Regions from separate parts of the Oryctolagus cuniculus genome. Here region 1 is linked to region 2. A link is a contact called in public Micro-C data. All regions are on one chromosome and are shown on one strand. The core of a region is the stretch at or near the end of the contact, and the rest is flanking DNA. Distances in the headings are between cores, read along the strand shown. Region 1 holds the start of LDLRAD4 (low density lipoprotein receptor class A domain containing 4). Region 2 overlaps LOC127492483 (translation initiation factor IF-2).

Region 1 (5,841 bases), core at 863-3,362, 170 kb before region 2:
TCACCACCCACCACCCAGAGGGGCCCTGCCAGGAAGACACAGCTCATGGGACCAAGACAGCCCAAGTGTACCCAATCTGGAGTCAGAGCACAGGGGTTCCATCCACAGTGGCTGGCAATCCAGAGATGGTGCCAAGAGCTCAACTTTCTCACGTGTCCTCTGAACCTACATGCAGTGAGGCCATTTTCATTGGGCCATAAGACCACCCTGCCCAGCACAGGTGTGCCAGCGTTGAGGCTCCTGTGTTTACAGAATTGAGAGCTCACCCCAGGGCCACAGGAAGGACCTGCACAGCTGGAGGGGAGGACCTGCATAGCCAGTACTGGGCCTGGCAGCCCAACTCCACGCTGCAAGGCCACACAGCAAGAAGCCAGGCCTAGCACTCCAGGGCTCTACACTTGACCAGCAGCTCAGAGAGGCACAGGAGACAAGTGTGGGATCGTCCTTATTTACAAACAGGCAAAAGGAGATAGATGGACAGGCATTGAAAGACCCATCGAAGAGCAGAGACTTAACTCCTGGAGAAGGCTGATTCCGGTCCCAGCCAGTGTGGCTCCCAAGTCTAATCTCACCCTCCTACCCCAGGTACCCCCACAACCTGGCCTATTTTCTCTCTCTCTCTGCAAAATTTGAAAAGCTGCCCACTTTAAGAACTCACAGGATCAGAGAAGACAGTCACTGCTCGTGACTATTTCTCCCATCTTTCCTGTGAAATAAAACACAAAAACACTGACACCAAGAAAGCCTCTTTGAGGCCAAGATGTTTGCCCTGGATTCCGAGAGGTTCCCCAACCTCACCGTTACTGGTCTGTAAACAGGGAGCCACAGGCTCAGGATTAAGTGGCTTCCTGGGAGGATAAGCAAATCAGACAAAAAGCCAGGAGTCAGATTCAAAAGCCTCCGTGCTGGGTACCAGCCAGGCTGGGTGGTTCCTTGCAAAGTGTGCAACCTGGCAGCCAGGGGCCAAACCAACAGCACACTGCCATGCCCAGCTTCCCACGAGCTTATTTATAAGAGCGGGGCAGAGTGAGTTCAGTCAAATTGCCCTCACCAGCCCCCACATTCACAAGAAGGGATCTGAGGAACACACCAATGCCAGGGAGGGAACGGTAACTTTTCCCTCAGAGACGTCACAGGAGAGTTTTGCTAAGAAACAAAAATCCAGGGCCGGCGCTGTGACACAGTCGGTTAACACCCTTGCCTGAAGTGCCAACATCCCATATGGACGCCGGTCAAGCCCCAGCCACTCCACTTCCCATCCAGCTCTATGCTATGGCCTGGGAAAGCAGTAGAGGAGGGCCCAAAGACTTGGGCCCCTGCACCCACGTGGGAGACCCGGAAGAAGCTCCTGGCTCCTGGCTTCGGATCAGCACAGCTCCGGCCGTTGTGGCCAAACAGGGAGTGAACCAGCGGATGGAAGACCTCTCTCTCTCTCTCTCTGCGTAACTGTGACTTTCGAATAAATAAATAAATTTAAAAAAAAAAGAAACAAAAATCCCCCATACCTGGCTCCACAATTTCCCCAGAGCACAGGGGCTTGGAGGAACTCTACACTTACTGCAGGATACTGGGTGTGTCCTATAACGCAAGCAAACAAGCCAGAATCATACAACATAAAACACTTCAATTTCCTATTTACAGAGAGAAGGAAAACGCACTACTGTTCTGTGGCAATCACAGCCACCGTGCAGCCTGAGCCCCTGATGCTGCGCAGCCTTCCGCTCCTAGGGTGCACACTCCTTGCAGGTGGTTGGTGCTTCCTTACAGACCTGCTAAGAGCTGGAACAAAGACTCCACTTAGGCACGTGGACGCTCACCTGTGAAAGCATTTGTGGCCTGAAAGCCAGCTTCCTGCATACTGCTCCCCAGACAAGCCCGTGCGCCGACTCTCAAGCTGTCCTTCGCGAGGGACCCGCCTGGCCGAGGCCTCAGGTCACTTCCATCTTAGCCTGTGCAAGTCCATCGCTCTGCCAGTCCGGCTCTGGGGAGCATCGGATGCCCACGTGCCCGGCTCCCGCGCCCTGCGAGCAGGCAGGACCTGGACGGCACGCAGTCCAGCGGTGCACGCAGTCCGTCAGCCGTCCAGCCAGAGCGTAGAGGCCATGGCGAGCCGGGGCGTGGAGAAGCTGTCCCGCGGAGACCTACTCCCCACCTCGGAACGAGGTCCTCTTCGGCCGCCGCGGCAGCCGGCACCCTCGGCAGTCACAGCGCCCAGGCAGCCCCGCCGCGTCTGATCAGCCGCTCCGCACTTCACCTCTCCCTTTGCTGAAATTGAAAAGAAAGAGGTCACTTTCCTGAGGACCTATAGGAGCATTAACGCCAGCAGAGCTAGAGAGGCCACAAAGACAAAGCCACTCAGAGCCATGCCCATGACCCCACCGATGGCACTGGGAGAGCTCTATGGGGGGGGGGGGGCCTCCACCTGCACCTCCACCTGCATTCCTCGGAGCCCCTAGGAGTCGCTGCAGCGAGCATAGAGTGAGAGTTCGCAGACACCCAGAAGAAACCCATCTCCTGAGCGGGTCCCGGAGTCTGGGGTGTGGACCCACCACCGTCAGCGCACCGGAAGGGAGAAATCGGGACTTCGACCCAGCAGTCTGTGAGAGTGACTCTTAAGAGGGGCGGGGGACAGAGGCCCACGTAGCTTTTTCAATGAGAGTGGGTGGGAAGGACAAAACAAATTTGATCTATAAATTGGTCCATATAGTGCATAACAGTGAAAACAGTTTAAAGAATACTTTTCAGATATTTTAATGTTTTATTTTAACGTCATATGTGAGGCAATGCTAACAAGAATGTGAGATGCTCAAAGACCTGGAGTTCTGAAACCAACCCTGAATATCAATCTCCTATACTGGGGAAAAGAAACCCTTTTTCCCTTGAAACTTCATCCTATTCACTTTATGCCCAATATTTTTCTAAGTTGATACTTTTTAAATGTCATCTATTTATCTGAAAGACTCAGAGAGTGTTCTCACCCACAGGGTCACTCCCTAAATGCCAGTTAACAAGCCCAAGCCTGGGCAAAGCTGGAAGCCAGAAATGCAATCCAGGGTTCCCGTGTGGCTGACAGGAACCCAGTCAGGTGAGCCATCCCCACCGCCTCCCAGGGTCTGCACCAGCAGGAAGCTGGAGTCAGGAGCCGGAGCCAAGTATCAAACCCTGGCACTTCAATACCGGGACATGAGCGTCTAAATCGCTCAGATGCTCCTGCTACAACACTCTGTAGAAAATGTAACTTTACTCCTCTTATTTATTGCTAAACTACAGAAAAGAAAAAGGACTTGAGTAAACAGACCCCATAGTAGAAAGAAACCCACTGTTAACACCTCCTGTTGCTGTAAACACAAGGTAATGAAGTAAAACATCACTGACATCGACTAATTATAAGGAATACCTTACAAATTAATAAAGCACCTTAATTACATTAAGATATTCAGTTAATAAGGAATAGCCCGGTAGGAGTCTTTAAGTTTAATGAATAGATGCAATTTTGTTTTAATTTAGAATCAATTATTTATGCAAATAGTGGTTCTGAAGTGCTTAAAAACGTGAGAAAACATTTTTCCTCAGAATTTAAACAGCCCATCTAAAACAACCAACACACACAGTATCTGAACCCCGAAGTCCTATACCAACTTCTACAGTGAACTGATCTAGTGCACATATTCACCAGTTTTAGGAAACAGAACGTATCCTGCCAGACAAAACAAGCGCCACCTACCCTAAAACTTTCATTTTTCTCTGTCCTTTTCTATGACGGTTTCCCTGCTAGAAATGCTAGATTTTTTTTAGTTCTCTTTCACTGAACTCAGAAGAATGAACTGCGATGAGACTTTTCAAATGCAGTTGTTTCATTCTGGGGTTTTTATTTTGTTCTGTTTCATTGCAGAAGTAAAGCTACCTTGCTGTTTTAAAAGTCAAGTTATCATAAGGAAACAAGCACAGAGAAAAGATATAACCCCATGGTTTGAGTTCCTGCTTTAGCCCCTTATCAGATATGTGGTTTGCAAGTATTTTTCCCCAAACACCTCAACAGCAAGAAAACAGCTTGATTTAAAAGTGAGCAAAGACCCTGAACAGACATTTCTCAAAAGAAGACTTATAAATGGCCAATGAAGAAATTTAAAAAAAAAAGGGGGGGGGGCTCAACTGTGTTAATTATCAGGGAAATGCAAATTAAAACCGTTGTTGAGATGTCTTCTCTGGTGGAATGGCTGTCATCCGAAGGATGAGCAGTAACAAGTGCTGGTGAGGATGCGGAGGAAAGGGAACCCCTGCACCCTGCTGTGGGGTCTAAATCGGTGCCCTCCTGGTGGAAGGCGGGATACCGCTTCCTCAGAAAGCTAAAGATAGAACTGCCGTAGGATCCAGCCACGTCATAGCCACAGGAATGGCAATCAGTGACAAGAAGACCTTGGCACCCCGCTGATCACCACGACACTTACCCACAACAGCCGAGCTATGGCAGCAGCCTCAGTGTCTGCCAGCGGATGGGTGAACAAGGAAAACGTGGGAATCCACATGAGGAATCCAGAGGACGTGACGCTCAGTGGAATGAGCCAAGCATCAGACTCTCTGACTTCACTTACGTGGAATTTTTAAAAGTTTATCTCATAGAAGCAGAGAGCAGAATGGAGGTTACCAGGGGCTGGGGTTCCCATTAGAGGTAGGAGGGAGGCTGCTGATGTCACCGCACCAATGGATGACTCGCCTGTGCCTCCGTGCACACTGACGCTCCTCAGGCAATTTAAAATGAAACTGTTAAGCACCCTCAGATGTTCTCTTCCCAACTGCCAACAACACAGATGTGATGCCCTTTCTAGACATAAACAACAACAAGGCGTGGGATGCCGGAACCTGCAGCCTGTGTTCTCTTCGGTGAGCTAGCCTGGCCAACAGGAATGGGTCAGAAGCCATCAGCGCTCGGGAGCACGTGTCAGGTGACTGACCCCCTGGCTGGGCAGAGACGGGCAAGCAGGACCCACAGGAAACACCAGCTACCAGCCTGGTCAGCAGACGCAACTTGGCTCTGCTTTTGATGGCACCCAGAGTTCAGTAGCCAACCCACAACCAGCACGGCCATGCTGTGTATCTTTGCAGGAAAGGTGAACAAAGTGCCTCATCTGATGGCCCTCCTGTCCTCTGAGCTCCATGCCTGCAGCTTGTGACACACCACCTGCTCTTCCAGGCTCAGCTCAAAGGACCCTCCACAGATGCCTCTGTGATGGTCCCCCAGAAATTGAGCCCCGCTAAGAGCCGGCTTCCTGCACTCCCTGTGGCTGCAGCTCCAGGCAGATGTCCTCTCCCACTAGACTGTAAGCACCACCAGGACAAGGACGGAGACTGGCCCTTGTGATTGTGCACTTCTCAGCTCCTAGGGCGTCACCTGGCACCTGGTAGGGGCTCAGTAAAAATGTCCTTCCTGGATGAACGGGTTAAGTGAATGAAGCCACTGTGTCAAGCTTCTCTCAGGACTACTGCCTGCGCCCAGCACGAGAGCAGAGGTTGCATGGAGAAGGTTCGGCGGACACCAACAAATAAAAGCCAGCTCCGGCGCTGAATTGATACGGGGCGTTTCTCAGGTTGGCTCCCCAGCTCTGCTGATCTCTGGTCCTCCGCTTACCGGGATGTCATGCCTCATAGCAGGCCCTCTCTGGGAAAGGCCTTCAGGAGTCACTGATTCACATCTCCTCAGAGAGAAAGCTCTACCGCACAGCCTGAAGTAGCCAAGCGCCAACAACCGGCGGGCAGGACGGCCAATCTGCACCTGCCTCTTGCCTTCCGGCCACAGCCTGGCCCACCATACTGCCAAGGCTCCAGTAGTTCACCTGATATTAT
Region 2 (6,005 bases), core at 697-3,196:
CACCTCTGCAGACAGGACCTTGCTCTCAGAAAACTATTCTTAAAACACTGTCAGCAGTTGGGAGAAAATAAATATTTGTCTATGTATGTATATACTTGGGTGTGTGTGGGGGGGTGAGGACTGTTGAATCTCAAATGATGTGCCAACAAATTGGCACAAAATCCCTTAATAAGCAGCTGGTCCTGGCTGGGCGCCACTGCAGGATTGTGGTCATGCAAACTGAGCCCACCGCCCCCCCCCCCCAAGGATTCAAGAGACAGCCTTGAAAAACTGCTGGGAAAAGTCTTCTCCAAGGCAAACGCAAGCCGAGCCCAGGGAGACCCATGGCCAGGGAGGGCGAACCCTTCCAAGGGTAACAGCAGGATGTTAAGGAATTGGCAAGGTCTTTTAAAACAAGGGAGGGAAGGTAGCTACAATTCCATCACAGCAAATCCCTTATTGGCATTCGCAGTCTCAGCCCTGATTCCCAACAGTGTGTACAATGTCAACAGCAAAGTGGAGCTCTTAAAAGAATTAAGCTTTCAGAGACCATGAGGCATTTACCCCCACGTTTTAAAATGCACCTGCTTGTGCAAGGGCCATCAAATGACATTTCAGGGGCTGATCATGAACCACATGTCGCAATTCAGTAGGTGCACATGGGTGACATTCAGATCTACTCATCTGCCTATGCAATCAATTCAGCTCAACACGAGGATCCTTTACTGCACACGAAAACTACAGTGGGAGAGAACTGTACAGAAAACGAAGGCAAGTTTACAGTAAACAATTTTAAGGAGCAAGGGAAGACTGAATCCTCATCTGCAGAGTGCAGACATGACTTAATGCAGTGCTAGTTGCTCCGTGTAGACTTTACAGAGCCTTCCCTGTAATTTAATACTCAGTGCCCAGGCTCCAGGGCAGACACAGACAGGAGAATGCCCTTCTTGGCCAGCCAAACTAGCAGAAAGGGCCATTTTTAAAGGGAAGTTTCCCAGCGCTGGCTCTGCGGGAAGGCGCCAACCTCCATGCCAGCCACGGAACCCTATTTTTAAGAGCCGGCGCTGTGCACACCATCTGTAGTCATCTCTGCTGCTCAGAACTTAGTGACAGAAGCTCTTGCAATCAACGTTCCACACAGCTAACCCCACCTTGCAGCCCACAACGTAGCACACAGTAGGTCTGCAGTAACTGTAAGGGAGGTTGAGAAACCAGCACTGGCTGACCTGCACCTGAGGGGTCCAGGGATAAGAATGTGGCAAAAATAATTAGAATGGGGGGCGGGGAGGTTAGAGGAAAAGAAGAGGAGCAAATCAAAATTATCCAATTCTAGCTAATTAAAAGATTCTTTGGGGAAAACAAAAATTAACGCTGGCTTCATGTGGCCCTTGCCATTCAGCACTCACTCCTGTGCCTGGTAGCAGCCCCCAGTTAGCTCTGCTCCCTTAAAGAGTCCTCTCCCAGTCCTGACAGGCGGACCCTCGGCCCTGCCAGGTAACCTGGAGACCAGGGCGCTCCCGGAAGCGCCTTCTCCAGGTGCCGCCCACCACCCCCAGCCCCACGCGTCCCCGTTGCCCTGAAAACCTCTGCCTCCTTGGGAAACCTCCTCCTTTTTCAAATGAAAAAAAAAAAAAAGTTTAAAAGCAGGCAAATGCCCTCCCCTCCGTCCTCGCGAAATTAGCCTCCACAGAGCCAACTGAGAGCCGCCCGCGTACTCACAGGGCGCGCCCCAGCCCCACTCCGGGCTGCGCACCGGGCAGGGGTCCGAGGAAGCCTCCTGGCGGCCGTGCGGGGCAGCAGACCCCGCAACAAGGCCAGTGCCGGCCCTGCCGAGTGCTCGTCGCTTCCTGTTTATTCCACGCTGAGGGTCACCGAGAAATGCAGCACACGCCTGCTTCCTGCGGGGCTCTGGACTCAGCCTGAGCACAGCAGCAGCCACCAAGACATCCACGTCCCAGCCAATGCAGGGAGCGCGGGCGGCCCCGCGACCGACGTCAACGCGTGCGGGGGCACCCGGCGGACGTCGGGCAAGGCGGGTCCGAGCGTCTGGGGAGTGTGGGGTGCAGGGGGCAGCACGCAGGGCGAGGATGCGGGCCGCTCGCGCCCCCTTCCTCCCTGCAAACTACCGGCAAGGTCCTGCGCGATCTTCCCGCTTCTCGCCGACCTCCAGTCCCCTTTCCCGCAGGGGTCCGCGAGCGGCCTAAAGGGGTGGCAACTGCCGGGGCAGCCCCGCGCACATCCTGGCTTCCAGTGCTGCAGAATTAGAGTCCTGCGACCTCGGGACGCCCGCGCCCAGGGCACCGGGAACAGAAAACGGGCTGGGGGTAAAGGTGGAGCGACACGACTGCTACAAGCACAAGCACCCCTCCCTGGGCGAGCGCCCCGGGGCACCGGCCGTGCCCACCCGCGACCCGGCGCACAGACCTCGCGCCCTTGTCTCCGGGGGACGCGCCGTGCTGGGAGGGTGCGTGGCGCCTGCCGCTCCCTCCGACCCCTCCGACGGCGCAGGCTCGCGGACGTCCCGTTCCCGGAGCGTCCAGTCCCCGCGTCCCCCGCCCCCTCGGCCACCGCTCCCGCCCGAGCGCGGTGGTGAACTTGGGCCAGCCGCCGCGACCACGGCAGCCAGCCGGGTCCGCACTCACCTGCGGCCGCCGCTCCGAGCGGGGCGGGGAGCGCCCGCAGTGCGGCTCGCGGGCCACCCGGCCCCGCCGGCCGCGGGGAGGGGCGCGGGGCGCGGACTGCGGCGGCGGGGGGCGCGGGCGGGCTGGCCGGGAGCGCAGCGCGCCGGGCTCTTTAAGAGCCGAGGACCTGACACCCGCGCCGCCCCCGCGCTCCCCGCCCCCTTGCACTTTCCCAGGGACTCGCAGGCTGTCTGGCGGCGGCGGTGGCGGCGGCTCCTCCCCGGCTCGCAGGGGATCCCCGGCCGGCCGCGGCGGCACGCGGGGCGGGCCGGGCCCACCGCGTTCGCGGGCTCGTCCCTCCGGTCCGGGTCCGCTGCCTGGGGGCGGGGGCCGAGGGAGCGGTGCCGCGGCCGTGCGGGGGAGGTAGCCGCCGCCCGCCGCCGTCTGTCTGCAGCCGGAACCGTGCGCGCCGAGGCTGCGTCTGTCGCCAACTCCTCCAGTCTCTCCCCTCCTCCTCCCCACTCCGCCGCGGGGACCCGGCGCGAGGCCAGGCCGCGGGGGGCGGGGGGCCGCCGCGGCGGAGGCGCGATGGGGGTCCCGGCGCGCCCGGCCCACACGCGCCCGGAGGCGGGGAGCGTGCGGGCGCCCAGGCTGCGGCCCCCGGCTCGCCGGGCTCGGGCTAGCGGGGCGCGCGCCGCCGCCGGCAGCCCCGGGAACTCCAGGCCACGCGGAGATTGCCGACAGCGCCCCCCGCAGGAGCCGACCTGGCGCCTGCGAGCCGGGGGCAGTCTCCGGGGACCGGGCCGGCGTGTCTGCCCCGCGCAGAGGGACTGCGGACACAGGCAGGAGGGCCACGGGACACGCAGCAGGGCGGGGGATCTCGGGAGACCTGCGAGGTCGCGCTCAGGATTCCGCCCTCAGGCTGGGAAGGAGACGGATGCTTCCTAGCGCGCTGTGCCCCCGTCTCCTTGAAGGGCCACTTGGGACTCGACTCCCCTTAACAATGCGCCCTTGTGTTCCGCACAACTGCCAGCACTGACACCAGCCCCTGCAGCCGTACTGGATGGGAGCTGGTGACTGCCCTAGCGTGTGAGAATGGTAACCCAATTGCATTACAGTCGCCGCAGTTAGTTCCCTCTGCCAAAACTAAACCTGCGGACTAACCAAAGTGCACGGGGCTTCACGGTCAACAGAGGTGCAGCTAATCAAAGTGGTAACAATTTTCACTTCTCTCAACCTCCCCCCAGATTTGCCCAGCTCTTGCATCCATCGTATCAGAGAGGAATCTGGAAACCTGTGATTCATTCCTCAGTGGCTTGATTTCGTGCGATGTCGGCTTTGTTCTGCATCTCTTGAGTTTGCTTCCTCCCTCCACTCCCGGTAATAATGGCTGTTGCGTTTTATCGGTGCTCATGGGTAATTTCATGATAGCAGCTAGTCTCTGCTGAGAGCTGTGTAGGAAGCGCTGCGTGCATTGTCTTGTTTGGTCCTCACAATAACTGGGAGCTTGTCTCCATTTTACAGAGGAGGAAGTGGAGGCTTCCGAAGATTTGGTCATTTGTCCCCAGACCACAGACAAGGGTCTGGCTAAACACGGAGCTGGGAGTTGAACCAGCAGACCACACTGCCACCTACCTTCGGCAGCTTGGACATCCAGCTCAGCCCAGTCACAACTGGCAGCGTCTGCTGAGTCGGGTCTAATAGAGCGGGGGGGGGCTCTGAATCTGGCTGCTAAGGTGAACATTTTAAAATGAGAAGTGGACTGGTAAGTGCTCAATACCAGCCGCCTGCATCTGATATCTGATAAGCGTGTACTTACTGGTTTGTGTTGAATGTGCGCCAGTACGTCACGTCCATCTAGTGCTAGCTAAGAGCAGCTCGCGAGGGTGGGCTTGGACAACTGTGTTTTTGCCCTCTTTGGGTAGAAAGCAAAATGGCTTTTGCCTTCTAAGTCCCCCACGGGCAGTGAAGAAGAAAAGGTTTTTTCCAAGGCCAAAAAGCAATCTGCTCTTCCATTTCACTTGTGCCTGATTTCCTTGTGCATAACTTAACTCCTTTAAGTCAAGGGCTGAATTTTAAAATCATAACCTCAATTTTACCATTTGTGATGAATCTCAATTAATCTGGCTCTGTCTTTTCTTGTTGTCTTCTCTAATTTTAACTAGAAACTGCAGATCTGTTTCCATTTCTAGAAGACAGCCATGGAGGAACCTATCAGAGGATTTTCCACTGTCTGTTCCCTGTATTTGTTTTCCACTTCAGCTGCTCTCCCTCTCTCTCTGTCTCTGTCTCTCTCTCTCTCTCTCTCTCTCTCTCTCACACACACACACACACACACACATACTACAGCAATGGGAGAGTGGGGGGCACTTAGATATACTAGGAGGCTTCAAACATTTCATGGATAATGTGTGTTAGGAAAACACTATGCATGGATTTTAATTTTCTGCACTAAAATAAACTTATCTTTTAATTCCATGTTCCATGAAATTTCTAAAGCTCTGTTGTGTACCTGCTGTCCGTAAAATCAATACAATGGTGTGCCAGCATCCTCCTACAGCATCCATCTACAGCATGGGAGCCAGGGCCCAGATGGAAGCTCAGGAGAGCAGAGACCTAGTCCAGGGGAGAATTTGTAGCCCCCATACACAGAACAAGGATTGACACTTCCCGAGGGCTCAAGGAATTTTTTTTAATATTTATTCTTTTTTTTTTTTTTTTTTTTGAGAAGCAGAGTCACAGACAGAGGGAGAGAGAGGCCTTCCATCCACTGGTTCACTTCCCAAATGGCCAAAATGACCAGAGCTAGGCCCATCTTAAGCCAGGAGCCAGGCGCTTCCTCTGGGTCTCCCACGTAGGTGCAGGGGCCCAGACTCTTGGGCCATCTTCTACTGCTTTCCCAGGCACTATCGGAGAGCAGGATGGGAAGAGGAGCAGCTGGGACTTGAACCAGCACCCATATGGGATGCTGGCGCCACAGGCAGAGACTCAGCCCACTACGCCACAGCACTGGCCCCTTAAGAAACTGTTATGGAATGAATGGAAACTTGGAGTAGGATAGACAAGTGAGCAACAAATTGAGATAAAATATCACTAAATTGGGTGGAAATCAGCTGACGTTGGCTTCAAGGAGTGGGACGTGAGGAAAGTTCCACTGCGAGTGCATGGTGTCAGACCTGACCACACTTAGTGCAGAGAAGGCTGCCAGTCAGTTGTTGGAGGAGACGGAACTGGAAAAGGCAAACACTACCAAATGTTTAAAAAAACCCAGGGCCCCAACTGACCACAGACTCCTGGGAGTCAGAGAATATCCTTCTGCTGTTGGAATCCCACACATAAAGTCAGATAAGAATTGTGCCGTCCAAAATGATCCATCCTGTGCTGCACTTGAATTCACAAGAGAAG

The links. Hi-C and Micro-C count contacts between places; a contact is called where the count stands out from the background.
Region 1: a Micro-C map of ear pinna shows a contact between it and region 2, with 6 times the contacts expected there. The contact joins the promoter of LDLRAD4 here to the enhancer-like site in region 2. A contact is called at or near these places in 4 of 6 Hi-C or Micro-C datasets (ear pinna, embryonic fibroblasts, liver and 1 more).

Annotation. Positions count from the first base shown.
Region 1 is chr10:70,287,753-70,293,593 of mOryCun1.1, reverse strand. LDLRAD4 (low density lipoprotein receptor class A domain containing 4) reads right to left here and starts at 2,112. Exons shown (of 5, transcript XM_051852199.2): 1 at 1,818-2,112. The coding sequence starts at 1,857. It overlaps LOC127492483 (translation initiation factor IF-2), which reads right to left. Exons shown (of 7, transcript XM_070049820.1): 7 at 2,075-2,265. The coding sequence ends at 2,075.
Region 2 is chr10:70,117,927-70,123,931 of mOryCun1.1, reverse strand. LOC127492483 (translation initiation factor IF-2) reads right to left here. Exons shown (of 7, transcript XM_070049820.1): 2 at 4,236-4,297; 3 at 2,622-3,430. Among named protein-coding and RNA genes, the nearest start is that of LDLRAD4, 170 kb to the left of the region's middle. Within about 2 kb of position 1,946, at least 5 of the 8 cell types and tissues checked have an H3K27ac peak or open chromatin away from gene starts, as enhancers often do. A contact at or near this core is called in ear pinna, where this site is marked.